2 separate regions of the Zea mays genome follow, and region 2 is linked to region 1. A link is a contact called in public Hi-C data. All regions are on one chromosome and are shown on one strand. Each heading gives the region's core, a stretch centred on a gene start, on an enhancer-like site or on the middle of the called end of the contact. The rest is flanking DNA. Distances are from core to core; before and after follow the strand shown. Region 1 holds the start of LOC100216757 (putative serine/threonine protein phosphatase superfamily protein). Region 2 holds the start of LOC100279880 (alpha/beta-Hydrolases superfamily protein).

Region 1 (7,617 bases), core at 2,459-4,958:
CTAAATTTTAAACAAATGAAAATGGAAGGTATCGGCAAACTAATGAAGCTGTCTCTGTCTCTTCAAAAATAATAAAAACGAAGCACCCATCACAGGATCACACATAATGCGAAGGCCCTTGCTGGTTATAATAAGGCAAGTGGCCTCAACTCAAGAGTCATGCAAGTCTGTCGTCACGGATTTGATGAAGAATCATTATGGCCGGGTACTTTCTATTGTACCAATTCTACGTCAATGTTTTGTACCAGAAAGATGCATCGGCACCATGTGGACGTGTCCTATTTGCTCACCTGCACTTGGAGCTGCAGTTGCTTCAGATACTCAATGGCCTCGTCAAGCATGGATGCCTTGTCGGTCTGCACTCCCAAAAACCATCACAGCAGAAACACATTACGGTCAAGTCCAGGACTAACAACTGAACAACCTTTGCAAGCGAACGAGAGAGTGAGAAAGAGCTCTTGTCAGTTTCCACTCACCTTGTTGGAGTTGGGTATCAGGCTCTGCAGCGCTTTCATCTTCTCGTTGATCTTGCTCCTCCTCCTCTGCGCCAAAAAAACATAAAAACCCAAACAACGATCTTTACTCTTCAGCGCGGGGAGAAAGAACTCGGATTTCAAGAAATGACAACGGCACCACCTTCTCGGAGAGGTTGTGCACCTCGGCAGCGCGGCTCCGCTTGCCGCCGCCGCCGCCGGACCCCCCGCGCGTCCGCTCCGGCGGTGGCTCGGGCTCCGACCCGCCCGCGTCGCTGTCCCCGAGCCCGCCGGCGTCCTCCCCGTAGTCCACCTGCTGGCCGTGGCCCAGCGCTGCCGGGAACGCCGCCACCCCGCCGAACATCTGGCGCCGCACCTCATCCTCCTCCTCCAGCTGCCGCCGTTGCTGTTGAAGCTGCTGGTGCTGCAAGAGCGCCATCGCCTCCCGCCCGTGCCCCTGCACGGCCCCGCGGCCCCCGCCGAGACCACCGAGCCCCTGCTCGTTCATCTCGTCCGCGCCTCACCACACAGCCTCGCGGGAGGCGAGAGAGCTCCGGGCTCCGATGGGACTCGGGAGAGAAGGCGAAGGGGGGGACTAGGAGGCGAGGTGGGTTTGGGGTGGAGGCGCGGCCGCTCCCTTCTTTTTAGTGTTTGCGCCCATGCCGTGCTGCTGCGGCCTGCGGTGCTGCCGCTGAGCGGAGCCGAGCTAGGTGGGTGGCCGGTTGCTTGCCCGCGGCCGCGCACTCGCCCGCTTTGGGCTTGTTTTTTCCTGGACTTTTTACGGGGTTTTGGCGGTTTCCCCCGGGCGCGGCTGTGCTGCAGCGGACGGATTCCGCCCCGGCTCCTCGGTGTCAGCTAGCCAGCCAGCGCCTTGCGGTTCGTGCAGAGCGGGTGTGCATTTATGTTGCCTTTCAGTTGTGTGTGGGTTTGGGTTTCTCAGTTCAACGATCGGCGCTGCGGGTTTGGCCCCGTTTGTTTTAGTTTTTCTCTTTTCTGAGCCTGTCTTCACTGATTACCAAATATTTAGCTTTTCAGCTAGTTTTATATAAAATAAAAGTCATCCAAAATCTGAAATATGTAATCAGTCGAGTCCTCGCGATATTAGAAATCCGCCAGTTTCTATATCATAAAACCTATGGATCTTTTATCTTCAGCCGCATATAATCCCTACAATACTTAAATTCTTCTAACAACCAGATTTTTTAAAAAACTAATTGAAAAAATCTGAAATGAACAGGTGTGTGCGCTTGCCAATGGCAACACGACGGATTCGAGTCCAAACCTAAAACTCGAACGGAAATCCAAAACCACCCTAAATACTAAATTAGGTGATAATTCAAATTCAGAACAAAATTTGACGAGTCCTCAAAACCTAAATACTACCTTTGTTCGTAAATATATGTCGTTTAACGTTTGACTTTTTTAGTCTCGACTTTGACCACTTGTCTTGATTTTTAAAAAATCCAAAATAATTTATAGCTACATTTAAGGCTTATTATATACTAAACCAAGATGCAGTGAAAATCAATAAAATTTCTAGACTTTTTTAATAACACAATTGGTCAAAATTAAGACAAAAAAGTCAAATGTCATAGTAGTTATTTAAAACCTAAGATCCATCGCTGCGTGGCAATACCGGAAAACAATACAAACATTCTACGAGCACATATATGATATATATTCCATACTCACATATACACATAAAAGATACTCACATATACACATAAAAGGTGAAAAAAAAACATCAAGCAAATTCATGACTTAACTATTTCGAACCTTCACCGGACATCGGGACATCAATGGGTAAAAATTGTAAACCAAAATTGAAACCGATAAGTTTCTAATCCCAAACCCAAAAAACATTGGAGAAAAATCGAATCTAACCTGAACACGCTAAACCCAAAATCTACGGAGCTGCGATCTCACACTGTTATGTGGTGTTGATTTAGTTACGAGCGTGTTCTACTTTACTCACTCCGTCTCAAATTAAATTTATTTTACCTTATTATTGAAGTCATACAATAATTAATATATATGTTATATATATGTTATTTGCAATCGTCTATATGAATATGGACATGAAAATCTATAGCTAAAACAACGAAGATACTATAATATATAGTGCATCGTATTAAAAAAACTTCCTTTTATTATTAAAGATGTGTTTAGGATTCACGCTCTTATGATATAGAATTATTAAAGAACAAACTTTTTTCAATCTTACCAACCAAACATTTAGATGGAGATTGAATTTCGGAAACTCTTCAAAGTGCTCTTAGCGACTCTAAAAGACCCTCTATATTCTTTTTAATTAATGTGAATAGAGATATTTGTAAAAGCATACAATTTAACATCTTATTTAAATGATTGTCTAAATATAGACATCTTCTATTTTTGGTTTATCGCTAGTCAAAAATAGAAAACGAAAATGACTCTATAGTGCAAACAGTATATAGAAAAGTGGTTGAAGACTGAAAAGATATATAAAGTGGGTTTATACAAACGACTCTCAAACGATAACTTAAAGGATGAAATTTAGAAAGACCCCTAGTTTTGTTTTAGCCTTTTCAGGTTTTGGCCACCATAAAATAATGCAGACTGCCAAATGTCTAATTTTTTAGTCAGTTTTTATGAGAATCACTTTAACAGAAAACTGTTCAAAATCAACGTGAACATAGAATAGACCGAGTCGTTGAGATAGTAGAAAACCATCAATTCCACATCTTAAACTATATGAACTCTTTTATATTTCTCTATATATAATCTTCACGATGCTCTGCCATCGGATTCTTCCTAACCAGATTCTCATAAAAATTTATTTAAAAAAGCTGAACTAAACAGACCCAACATGGGTGCGGATACGTCCACGTGAAGAAATACGATGATTATGATCAATGGTAAAATTATACCTTTATTATTATACTTTTGAAAAAAAAAGGAGCAAACACGTGAACTTCCAACAGCTTTGATGCATCATCCATGGAGCGGGCTGACGTCGACCCCCAAAACCAGCTCGACTGTAGTGCGGCGCCGCCTCTAATTTTCAACTAGAGCAGGCTGACGTCGGCCCAGCCCAAACCCAACTCGACCGAAGTATCCAAGCGCTACGCTAGTCCAAATTAAACGCAACAATCCCATAAACCACCGACTTCCAGGAGTACTTCCAGCGACCCAGCACCCCACCACAAAGGCACAAATCCACAATCCCCTCTTCGGTACCTTTCTCCGAGTCGTCTTCCCGTTGATCGGCAAAGAGACTTTAGGGTTTTAGCGGCTTCTATTTCTGAGCGAGGGTTTATCCGCCAGGGGCGGCGCGACGCGGCGGCAGTTGAGCTGGGATTTCCTTCCCATCCCGTTCCCTTCCAGGCGAGGCGATGGACGAGGCGGCGGTCGACGACCTCATCCGGCGGCTCCTCGAGGCCCGCGGCGGGCGCACCCCGCGCAACGCGCAGGTGACCGACGCTGAGATCCGGCGCCTCTGCGCCGCCGCCAAGGATGTGTTCCTCTCCCAGCCCAACCTCCTGGAGCTCGAGGCCCCCATCAAGATATGCGGTAAGAGCGCCATCCCGACAACCATGATACGTGACTAAGCATGTGCTAACCTGTTGGGGGCCTCGTCTTTTTCGTCTGTTCCGCGCAAACTTTTTTGACAGACGCAGCCGTATCGGGTTGTGCTTCTCTCGTGGCTTTTGTTATTGGGATGGCCTCGCCAAGATTAGTTGTTACTAGTAAATGATGAACGCCCTGCGCGCAATATCAAATACACGTTTGTGACCATAAATAGAAGCATGTTCTTTTTCGAGTATGCTGGTAATATAACTCTTGCAGAACTGTAGTAACAGTCAAAAAATAAGATCATAGAAAATTATGTTAACAGTGTTTGTAAACATTTATACATCTTAGGGTCAGGGTTTGGGACCGGAAAATGGGGATGCCGGTTGGGGTTTCTTTCTCCTCTTCTACTTGTTTTAATTGGGTAGGAACACAAATCCAATACTTGAGAAGGGCTTTACTCGGATTTGTCCCAAAATCGAAGGGAAATTAGCATCTAGGGTTAGGATCCGAGCCCAAAACCTTAGCTCTGGTACCACTGTTAGATTTTTACGACCTTAGTTTGTAACCCTAGCCACTAAAAACTGTACAATATAAGAGTATAGCTTTGGGATTGGGGTTAGATGCCATCAGGGTAGCAGTTCGAAGATCGGAGTCGATGACCAGACCTTCCCGTCACTACCTGCGTAGAGATTAGATCGGATCATGGTGTGTGTATGGCGAGAGGGGTACGACAAACGTTGGTTCACGTGCTTTTTGTGGTTGCCAAGTAAAAGTGAGGTAGTGATTTAGCGAAGAAAATAAGGGCATGTTTGGTTCGTTACCCCAATTGCCACACTTTGCCTAACTTTTCTGCCTAAGGTTAGTTATTCAATTCGAACGACTAACCTTAGGCAAAGTGGGGCACAGTTAGCCACAAACCAAACAAGCCCTAAATATCAGGGAGATTATGACTTGGAAGAAAAAATGTGGTGTTGTGAACACATAGTTTGTCTACCTTTATAGGTCACATATAGGAACTATCCCTTGACTTTGATATTGTGTACATTTATAATTTCTGCAGTGTAGCATCATGCATTTCAGGATTGATAAAAATGGCTTACCTTGCCAACCCAACAAGTATTCATAATGTTGCCTCAAGATGAAATTGTTTGAGTGCTATGCTATTTACCCACTATACTAGACAGAAATATGTCAAAACTCAATCAGAGGGTCATCACCCCTAGTCAGTAATCATGGTGCATGTTTAATATTTGCCAGCCAACCAACAACAACAACAAAGCCTTTTGGTCTTAAGGAAATTGGGGCAGTCTAGAACCACAAATCAGAGGTTAGACACATGGATAGATGTTTTCCATGCGCTCTTATCATTGTTTTCAGATCGTCTGATCGATGCCACTGCGCGATCAGACGATTAGTCACGAGTAGGCGACGATCAGTGCGATTAGTCGCCCCTGATCAACTCTAATCGTCCCCCCTGGTCGCCCTGTGTATTTCCAGGACATATATAACACTATCTATAGATATGTACTTATATAGTATAGAGACTTGCTCAGGACAAGCACAAGTATAGACAAGGCAGCAGTATAAATAGTCCAAAACAGCAGCATGAATACTTCAATAGTCCAAGACAGCAGTACATCTCCAGCAACAAGTCTATATGAAACTATGAAACTGCAATTACAACTTCACCATGACCAAGAAGGCAACACCTATATGAGTTCATACATCTGAAGTCTGAAGTCTTAACTGAAGTCTGAAACTATGAACTGAAGTCTGAACTGAACAGCAGTATGAACTGAAGTCTGAACCCTGAGTAATTAACGCGACTGATCGCTAACCAGACGACTAATCGCTACATATCGCTGACTAGTCGAACGATATGGACGATCAGATCACCTGATCAAATCAAACCCCCTTATTGAGCACTGAGTACCGATCAGCCCGACTAATCGCGATTAGTCGGACAATCTGAAAACAATGGCTCTTATTCAAGGCTAAATGTTTGGGTATATTTCATTCTTTCAAATCTCCTTTAATTGTCTCTTCACATTTCAACTTCGACCTTCCCTCCTCTCTTACCAAGTTACCATTGCTATTGCTATCGTGGTTTAGGATCATTGGTGCCTCTAGAGGTCTCCATTGAACATGTTCAAACCATCTCAACCGGTGTGGCGCTTTTCTGTTAACACCATGTGGAACTATTCTGTCTTGTGAAACTTGTGTAAAGTTCTTTTAACAACTTAACTACAAATTTTATATTTGGTTCTTTGTTGGGACAGCTGAGGCTCGCTGTCCAAAGAACATCCTTTCATAATTTTGTTTTGCTATTTGAATTGCCTTCGATCTAGTTTATGGTGGTATTGGTCTCCCTCCATCCTGAAATATAGCGTATTTTAACCTGTCCTAAGTCAACCGACATCATGTTTGACTAAAATTATAGGGAAACACATTACTTTCTTCCACATCAAAAAGATAAGTTATAAAAATAAATTCTGTAATGTTCCTAATGGGACTTAGATGATGTGAAAAATATTTTCCTTTTTTATAAATTTGGTCAAACTTGAGATGGGTTGACTTAAGACAAATGGAAATACAGTATATTTCAGGCCGGAGGGAGTGAATACTAGCTACCTTTGCATTGGTATCTGGTATCAGTAATAGATTACAAAGATTACTTTGTGTGCTAAGTCGACTAGCAGATACTCCCTCCGTTTTTAAAAATATGACACCGTTGACTAAAACTTTGACCACTCGTCTTATTTGAAAATCTAAAATTTCAAGTCACGCTCAAACTACCTTAAGTGATAAAACAAATTATAACAAAATAAATAATATTTCAGTTTTTGTTGAATAAGACGAGTGATCAAAGTTTTCAAAAAAAGTCAACGGCGTCATATATTTAAGAACGGAGGTAGTATTTCATTGTCTTATAGTTAGGTGCATTGCAGTAACCTTGATGTTAGTGCATGCTTTGTAAACTCGTCAATTAACAAAATGGATGCATTAATGTGGATAATGATAATCATTTAACTTCTTTACTATGCAGGGGATGTCCATGGTCAGTATTCAGACCTTCTTCGATTATTTGAGTATGGTGGCTATCCACCAGATGCAAATTATCTGTTCCTCGGTGACTATGTTGATAGGGGGAAACAGAGCATAGAAACAATATGCCTTCTCTTGGCATACAAGATAAAGTACCCAGAAAACTTCTTTCTTCTCAGGGGAAACCATGAATGCGCCTCAATCAACCGAATATATGGGTTTTTTGATGAGTGTAAGAGGAGATTCAATGTTCGTATCTGGAAGATATTCACCGAGTGTTTTAACTGCCTCCCAGTGGCTGCGCTTATTGATGACAAGATCTTTTGCATGCATGGAGGGTTGTCTCCTGAGCTAAAGAGCATGGACCAAATACGTAACATTTCTCGTCCTGTGGATGTTCCTGATGTTGGTCTCCTATGTGATCTGTTATGGTCGGACCCTGATAAGGAGATTGATAGGTGGGGTGAGAATGACAGGGGTGTTTCCTACACCTTTGGAGCTGACGTAGTTGCCGAGTTTCTTCAGAAACATGATCTAGATTTGA
Region 2 (7,617 bases), core at 2,173-4,672, 180 kb after region 1:
GAATTTCAGTGCAGGCTGGAGGAGCGAACGCCTACAGAACTATGCAACAGACTCCAACTATGGATCCACTGAGGCACACACGGATGAGCATGAACCAAACAGCACTGGCTGCTGCCGGCCAAACCACCGCTGCCGCGTATGTCCGACCAACCCAAGCAGACATCCAAAACCATCTCTTTCCTGTGCAGCAAAGCCAGGCACCACGATCGCAACAAGTGCCACGAACAACAACCCCGCCTCTACAGCGGGCGCCACCGCACCTGCAACCTCCCAGTGTACCACCGACTGTTCCAAGCACACCTCAGGCTGGACCTTCGCATGGTCTTCCACCGGAGCTCCCTGTGGATGATAGCTGGCGCCCCACGGGACAGATGAGAGGGAGTCTGACAGGCAATGCTTACAGTTCTGCAATTAGGCACTATCGGGGCCATTCTGAGCAGCAGCAGGGCGAGCCTCGGCCTCCCAACACTTCAGGTGCGCGAAGGCCTCAGTAACTGCCAGACATTGCGGCGTTGCCCTGATTATCAAGCAGGGCTTGGGCAGCTAATTTACCAAGAGATTTTAATTTATTATCATAGCTAATTTGGCGCTATGATGATCTATGTTAGTGTAGGTAGGGGAGCCTAGTGAGTAGTGATAGTGCTCTGCTTGTCTACAACGCACTCTGATGTTAAATTAGTAGTATCAGGTGAACCATTTGTGTACCCAATATGGAACGTGGATTTTTTATGCTAATGTTTTGCCTGTGTAATTGGACCGATTTTCATGTGAAATTCCTGAACGATTCCCATGAAAATGAACAGGTAACTTGCATATGAACAATGTAGTGTAGTACAGTATATACTTCTGTTCCTGTGTTCGTATGCTGGTGTTGTTGAAATATAAGCCGAAATCTAACGTGGGTCTTACGGGAACGTTTAAGGCTTGTTTGGTTATTTTCAATCCATATGGATTGGAGGGGATTTATACAGATTGGGAGGAATTTTGACTTACTAAGGATTGAAACCCCTCAATCCCCTTCAATCCATATGGATTGGGGTAAAACCGAATAAGCCCTTAGAGGGTTCGTGATTCGGGATATGTCAATTAACGGATTTGTTTTGGTATTGAACTATAGTCTCTCTGGATGCGTGTTATATATATACGGGAAGAGATATAACTTATTTTATTTTTTATGTTTTGTAAACTCTCATTATATAGTGAAATTTGCTAGTTGGCGCGCTTATCATTTTTAGGTGAAGTTATGTGTCTTGTGTTTAATCCATGTTTGCATTATTTGCTAACGAGTGAACTAGAGTTAGACATAAGATTGAAAAATAAATCTAGTGTTTTGATTGCTCTGTAAGTTTGTTGTGTCGTCGTGTGCGATTGGGTCTACTATTCGCCGTTTTTTAGATAGAGTTAATCTTCATGTTGTTGTCGATCGATGGTGGTACCTATTCATTTGCAAAAACTATTGTTAAGAGGCAGATTACCACAAGGAGGTTATAGCTAGAGTTACACTAATTTTTTTTTTGCAGATTATATTTTTTTTCTAGTTATTTTTGTTATTTCTCTGTCATGTCAATGAAGTATGATCTTCTCTATCTTTGGATCAAGGCACAAGGTTCGCTCTATGGCAAATCAAGATGAGGGACATTCTTACTCAAACTGAAGTCGATGACACTCTTGATAAGTTCAGTAAAAAAGATCCAAAATCTTGGACCCATGAGGAGAAGATTGTAAGGCCGTGACTCAAATTCAATTTCATCTTTCAAATAATATTTTGCAAGGTTGTTTACAAGAGAAAAATACATCTATTTTATGGCTCAAGCTAGAGTTGATTTGCATGTCTAAGGATTTGACAAGAAAAATGCATATGAAGATGAATTTATAAACGCACAAGATGCAAGAGGATGGTTTTGTGCTTAACCATCTTTCAGTTTTTAAGAAGATCGTTTCATATCGACATTTTATGGAGGTAGATTATGATGATGATGGTTTAGATATTATTCTTTTGTGCTCGTTGCCTAGTTCTACAACACATGGTGTATTTTCATATTGAATAACTGTGTCGCATGGTGTATTTTCATATTGAATATCATATGTATAGTTGTATACATAGGTTTCTCTAGTCCTATGTGGGGCTATGCTTTCAGCTGTAACTTTTTTTTGTCAAAGTAATACATGGATATGTACATCTTGAAAATGGATTGACTAACAAGTTCCCTGAATTATGACCATGTGCTTCAAAAACTGTGTCTAACTTTTGAAAAGAAAACTGTGTGTCCCTTTGTTCGTGTTAACTGCTGATGCAATTGTTTGCTACTAGACAACCTTGAAATGTTGAACGATTTGCATAACCTTGCAACTGAAGGTTGGATGGTGGAAATTCAAACGTTGAACGATTTGCTATTAGTCACTACCTGCCGGTGCTGGATATTGTAGGTTACAACAATACAAGGTGATTATTTTTCCCATCATTAGTTTGTTAACATGACGATCCGAGCTGGTGTAATATGTACCTAATATGAAGCCTAGAGTATCTGGATCTCAAAAATATTCTCTTTGAAAGCGAGATTTTTCTATGGTTTCAAAGTTTCAGAACGATACAACAGAACTTATATACCAGTGTTTTCCTTAATTAGATCTTAACGTGATTATGTAGTTATCAAATCATGTCTAATAAGCATTGAACAATTTCATTTTTTGAGCCATTGTAGAGCATCCGATTGACGCCTAGTCGTTCTGAAGACGGACGCTGCTACGGTTCCTGTATATATTTATTATATTTGTCTTAAATCTGTCCTGTCGGTTCTCCCGTTCTGTGTTGTCATGGATTTCCATTCCGAATTATTAAGTTTGGCGGAACGGTGAAGATGGAACTCACTAAAAATTAGAGTCTTTTTAGCAGGGTTTGGGATTCCTTACAGAAAGCCAGGAAATTTCATGTCTTAATGCCTTCCCCTCCACCGCTGCTCTTTGTTTTACAAGGGCATGTACACCGTAAACTTAAAATCAGGTTTTTAAGTATAAAAGACAACTAATAGACCGTATGCTATAACATTGACCTAAGAAGTAATATATATAGAGAGATGTATAAATGACTTTTTTTATTGGAACCTATCGTAAAGACTTTTTAGTTAGGAATGAATTGAAGGAGATTAAATCTTTACTAGTCAAATTTTGATAGAAAGGAATTTAATCACTTCAATCCCTCGCTGAGATCTAAAGAGTTGTACATGCTCTGAGTTGTTCTCAAATGTAGAATTTGTTTCGCAGACCTTTTAAATTTTAATTAAGCTGGTGAAAAGTTCTCCCTAAATGCGGACTTTAATGCTCGGCATGAAAACTCGTGTGAGTTATGACGTCAGTGTCAGTCAAATAATTAAAGCTGCCTCCGATGCTGGCATCCGCCTAATCCCATCCGCTATATATCGGATCGACGGTCTCCCCGCATGGACGCAGCGAGACTCCGTTGCGCCGCCGCCATCGCCACCGCCACAGCTGTCCCCGCCGCCCGGGCGCTCCCGATTCGCCGCCACCCGGCCTTTTTCCGCGTCCCCGCCGCCGTTGGCCTCCGGTTCTCGTCGTGCCGGATCCCGGTGCCGAGGAGAGCGGCCGCGGCCATGTCGTCGTCAGCGGCGGCGCAGGGGACGGAGCACGAGGCTGACGCGTGGTACGCGGTACCGGGCCTCAGCCTCCGCGACCACCGGTTCGCCGTCCCGCTTGACCACTCCAGTCCCGAGCGCGGGGACACCATCACCGTCTTCGCGCGCGAGGTCGTCGCCGGTAGGTCGCGCTTACCAGCTTCCGCTCACCCGATTGCGATCCGCGCAGTGTTAATGTGGGTGTGTTACGTTGGTTACGTTATGTTTCGCTGGAAGAAATTGGAACGATGTGTAGGTGTGTTATTTGGGAAGTACAGACATAATCCACTGGGTTTGGACATGATCACATGAATCAAGAATCTTAGCAGTGGCTCATCTGTGCTACTGCATCGGGCCAGCCTGCTTAGCTTAATTCTAGGTATATGTTTCTGGCAAACTAGGAGCAAATTTGTTTGGAGAACTGACTAGTTCTTTGTCACCACCAATATAATTGTGTAAACGATGTCGCAGCTTGCAAATGTAAAAGGTAAGAAAGATTTTGGTGAAGTCGCTTCGTGCAACAATTTACATTTAACTGATGTGAGGTATCTACTGGTTTAGGCTTGTATGTCTTCTATGTATGTGAATTGACCCTATCATATTGGACGCTTAGGCTTGAAGTAATGGATCACGATCCAAATGTTTCTTCACAATTCATTTGAGTCCTTAATTAATTTTATTTCAAAAAATGAATATAATAGAGCCTGATCCTAATTTGATCCAGTCCTTAAATTTTATAGTGTAAAATTTAGAGCTCATTACCCTCCTAAATGTATGTGAATTGACCCTTATCATATTGGGAGAGCTAGAACCACTACGTGCTTTAGTGCTTCTGTAGTTATTAAAAATATCAATGACCCTCATGTTTGAACTGTTTCAGCTGGGAAAGAATACATATCTCTGCCTTATTTATTGTACCTACAAGGAGGGCCTGGATTTGAGAGTCCCCGTCCCACGGAAGCAGGTGGGTGGTTAAAGAAAGCTTGTGAAGACCACCGCGTTGTCCTGCTAGATCAGGTAAGAATGCACGGTCGAATTTCTTGGTTAGATCCTGAGTTCTCTCTGTCCTTGTTCTCCCCTTCCCCTTGGATTGGACTGTGTTGACACCCTTCTTGTTTTCAGCGGGGAACAGGATTATCCACACCGTTGACTCCATCATCTCTTTCGCAAATTAAATCTCCTGCAAATCAGGTGGAGTACCTGAAGCATTTCAGGGCAGATAATATAGTTAAGGATGCAGAATTTATTCGTGTACGTCTTGTACCAGATGCTAAGCCTTGGACAGTCCTAGGACAGGTATGCTATCTGGCATGCACTTAGTAGAAATGGTACCATCATAAGCTTTAAGGATATGTTCATATATAGCTCAATTAAATATTTCAACAACATAAGTATTTGTACTGAAGGGCAGGCTGGTGCAGTGGTGAGAGATGCCTTACTTAGTCACTAGGTCGTGGGTTCGAAGCAGCCTCTCTACATTTGCGGGGAAATGATTGCCTCAGTTTATCCCTTCCCTAAACCCCACTCATTCGGGAGCCTCCAGCACTGGGTCTTTCCCCAAAAGTATTTGTGCCATGTGGGACAACGCTCCTCACTTGCTCAGCTTGATTATGAACTTCTACTAGTGGAATTAAGGTTGAAGATCTCTTGTTAGTTGTTAACATCAATTAAGTATGTGAAAAGTCACAGGGTCATGCAAGCTAACTCAGTAATCAACAGAAGGCTAACTAATCTGTATCTTGCTCTCTGGAGATAAAGCTTAAAAATATACGAACCTCCCTTGCAGTTTTTAGTTATTGTCCTTCATTCACAAAGTCATGCATTCTTTTGGGGTAGTAGCACTCTGCTTATGCCATCATCGACCTGTTCGTAATTGCAGAGTTATGGTGGATTTTGTGCCGTTACATATTTGAGTTTTGCTCCAGAAGGCCTGAAATCTGTTCTTTTGACTGGAGGGCTCCCACCACTAGGAGAACCTTGCACTGCAGATACGGTGTACAGAGCTTGCTTTAAACAGGTCCAGCAGCAAAACGAGAAGTACTATAAGAGGTACCCCCAAGATATACAGGTCGTTCATGAGGTTATAAGATACTTAAGTGAATCTGAAGGGGGAGGGGTAAGTCACTTTAACAGTGAATATATCAGTGATGTTGGAAACTTGTTCTTATGCAGCACTTTTTTTTGCAGGTTCTTCTTCCATCTGGTGGCCGGTTAACCCCTAAGATGCTGCAGTGTCTTGGATTATCAGGTCTAGGTTTTGGTGGTGGATTTGAAAGGCTGCATTATCTGTAAGAAACACGTTTGATCTTCTAATTCAAAATTAGAGGGAAGAACACGATATATCTGATTTCTGATCTGCACCATTTCTTGCTATTTTGTCCAGTGCAGGCTTGAGAGGGTGTGGGATCCTGTACTTGTCGCTGGAGCTAAAAAGAGGATAAGCTATTACTTCTTAAAAGAGGTGAAACCTCTATTACTTTATGTACAGCGTTAACGTTTTTAGATCTCCAATGCGGATAACCTAACATTATATTCTCTAGTTCGAAATGTGGCTAGATTTTGATCAAAATCCTCTTTATGCCCTCTTGCACGAGTCTATCTACTGTGAGGTAACTTGTGAACCTTAGGCTAGTACTTACTATGTTTATGGTCCTACTAGCACTCCTGAAGTCCTATTTTGTTTATGGTCTTGGATTCAGGGCTCTTCATCAAAATGGTCTGCTGAAAAGATTCATGGCGAATATGGGAGTTTGTTTGACCCTATTAAAGCTACAGAAGAAGGCCGAGCTGTGTACTTTACTGGAGAGGTACTCGTTTGGACATCTTGCTGGACCCTTGGGTAAAATCAAATTAAAAAAGGAGCTTGTGTAATGTCAATAACCTTCCATGTGTGTGTTTATTCTTTCATCTTGAGACAAAACTATAGGCAGAAGCTGTCAACTATCCTACTACATTTTTTTCAACATACGCTTCCCTAAAATTCGATATAATTAATGTATTCATTTTTTTTTGTTACGCAGATGGTGTTCCCTTGCATGTTCGATGACATCCCTGCTCTACGAGACCTAAAGGAGGCTGCCTGTTTGTTAGCTGAGAAGGAAGACTGGCCTCCGCTCTATGATGTCAGCGTGTTGAACAACAATAAGGTGCGTTGTTCATAAGGGTCGTACCATAATTCATACTGTAAGGGCTAGTTTGGGAACCACATTTTCCTAAGGGATTTTTATTTTTCCAAGGAAAATTAGTTCATTTTCACATGGAAAAATGTAGTTCCCAAACTAGCCCTAAAAGAAGTTTCCATCTATTTATTCACATACTATACATGATCAGAGTCCAGGGAAAAAAATAATTCGGTATTTCCAGCTGACTCCGGTCTGGATGGCAGTCATGTATTAGTTCGCTGATCGCAGTGGCATCCTGCAGGTTCCGGTAGCGGCTGCGGTGTACTACGAGGACATGTTCGTTAACTTCAACATCGCCAAGGAGACCGCCTCCCAGATTGCTGGGATCCGGCTCTGGGTGACCAACGAGTACATGCACTCGGGCATCCGCGACGGCGGCTCGCACGTCTTTGAGTATCTCATGGCTCTTCTGAACGGCAAGAAGCCTTTGTTTTAGCTGTTTCAGAAGCCCTGCTATCTAGGTTCGAGTGTCAGTTGAGCTGAACCTACTATGATTGAAACGAGCAAATAATGAGGTCCGTTTGGTTTCATGAACAAACGAATAATGTTTACCTTGTAGAAATTTCACGGATAATGTATAACGTTTTGAAATTTGGTCCGCAGCTACATCATAGAAATGGAATTGGTCTGCTCGCAAGACACGTTCCGAGCAGTACTATGAAACAAATGTTTGTGTTCTTCGTCGACATTTGTGTCCAAAGTCCAAACAGATCCAGAAGCCAGAGGTGCCATTGTTTCAAACAGGCCTGGTTCTTTTTTTTAAATTAACAATACAAAATTTACTTTACAAAGTTCCCAATAAGCCT

Evidence for each region. A called contact is a pair of places that touch in the nucleus more often than the background predicts.
Region 2: a contact with region 1 is called in a Hi-C map of leaf, with 3 times the contacts expected there. The contact joins the promoter of LOC100279880 here to the promoter of LOC100216757 in region 1. A contact is called at or near these places in 10 of 25 Hi-C or Micro-C datasets (ear, endosperm, leaf and 3 more).

The regions. Positions count from the first base shown.
Region 1 is chr9:18,128,816-18,136,432 of Zm-B73-REFERENCE-NAM-5.0, forward strand. LOC100216757 (putative serine/threonine protein phosphatase superfamily protein) reads left to right here and starts at 3,709. Exons shown (of 3, transcript NM_001143158.1): 1 at 3,709-4,025; 2 at 7,075-7,617. The coding sequence starts at 3,848. LOC100193167 reads right to left here and starts at 1,078. Exons shown (of 7, transcript NM_001138322.1): 1 at 637-1,078; 2 at 477-542; 3 at 291-356. The coding sequence starts at 981.
Region 2 is chr9:18,308,144-18,315,760 of Zm-B73-REFERENCE-NAM-5.0, forward strand. LOC100279880 (alpha/beta-Hydrolases superfamily protein) reads left to right here and starts at 3,423. Exons shown (of 10, transcript NM_001152833.2): 1 at 3,423-3,771; 2 at 4,510-4,646; 3 at 4,752-4,925; 4 at 5,509-5,745; 5 at 5,817-5,917; 6 at 6,018-6,090; 7 at 6,170-6,238; 8 at 6,329-6,436; 9 at 6,650-6,775; 10 at 7,053-7,415. The coding sequence starts at 3,438. The coding sequence ends at 7,247. LOC100217275 reads left to right here. Exons shown (of 16, transcript NM_001320109.1): 16 at 1-749. The coding sequence ends at 494. LOC103638020 (subtilisin-like protease SBT6.1) reads right to left here. Exons shown (of 10, transcript XM_008661029.4): 10 at 7,523-7,617.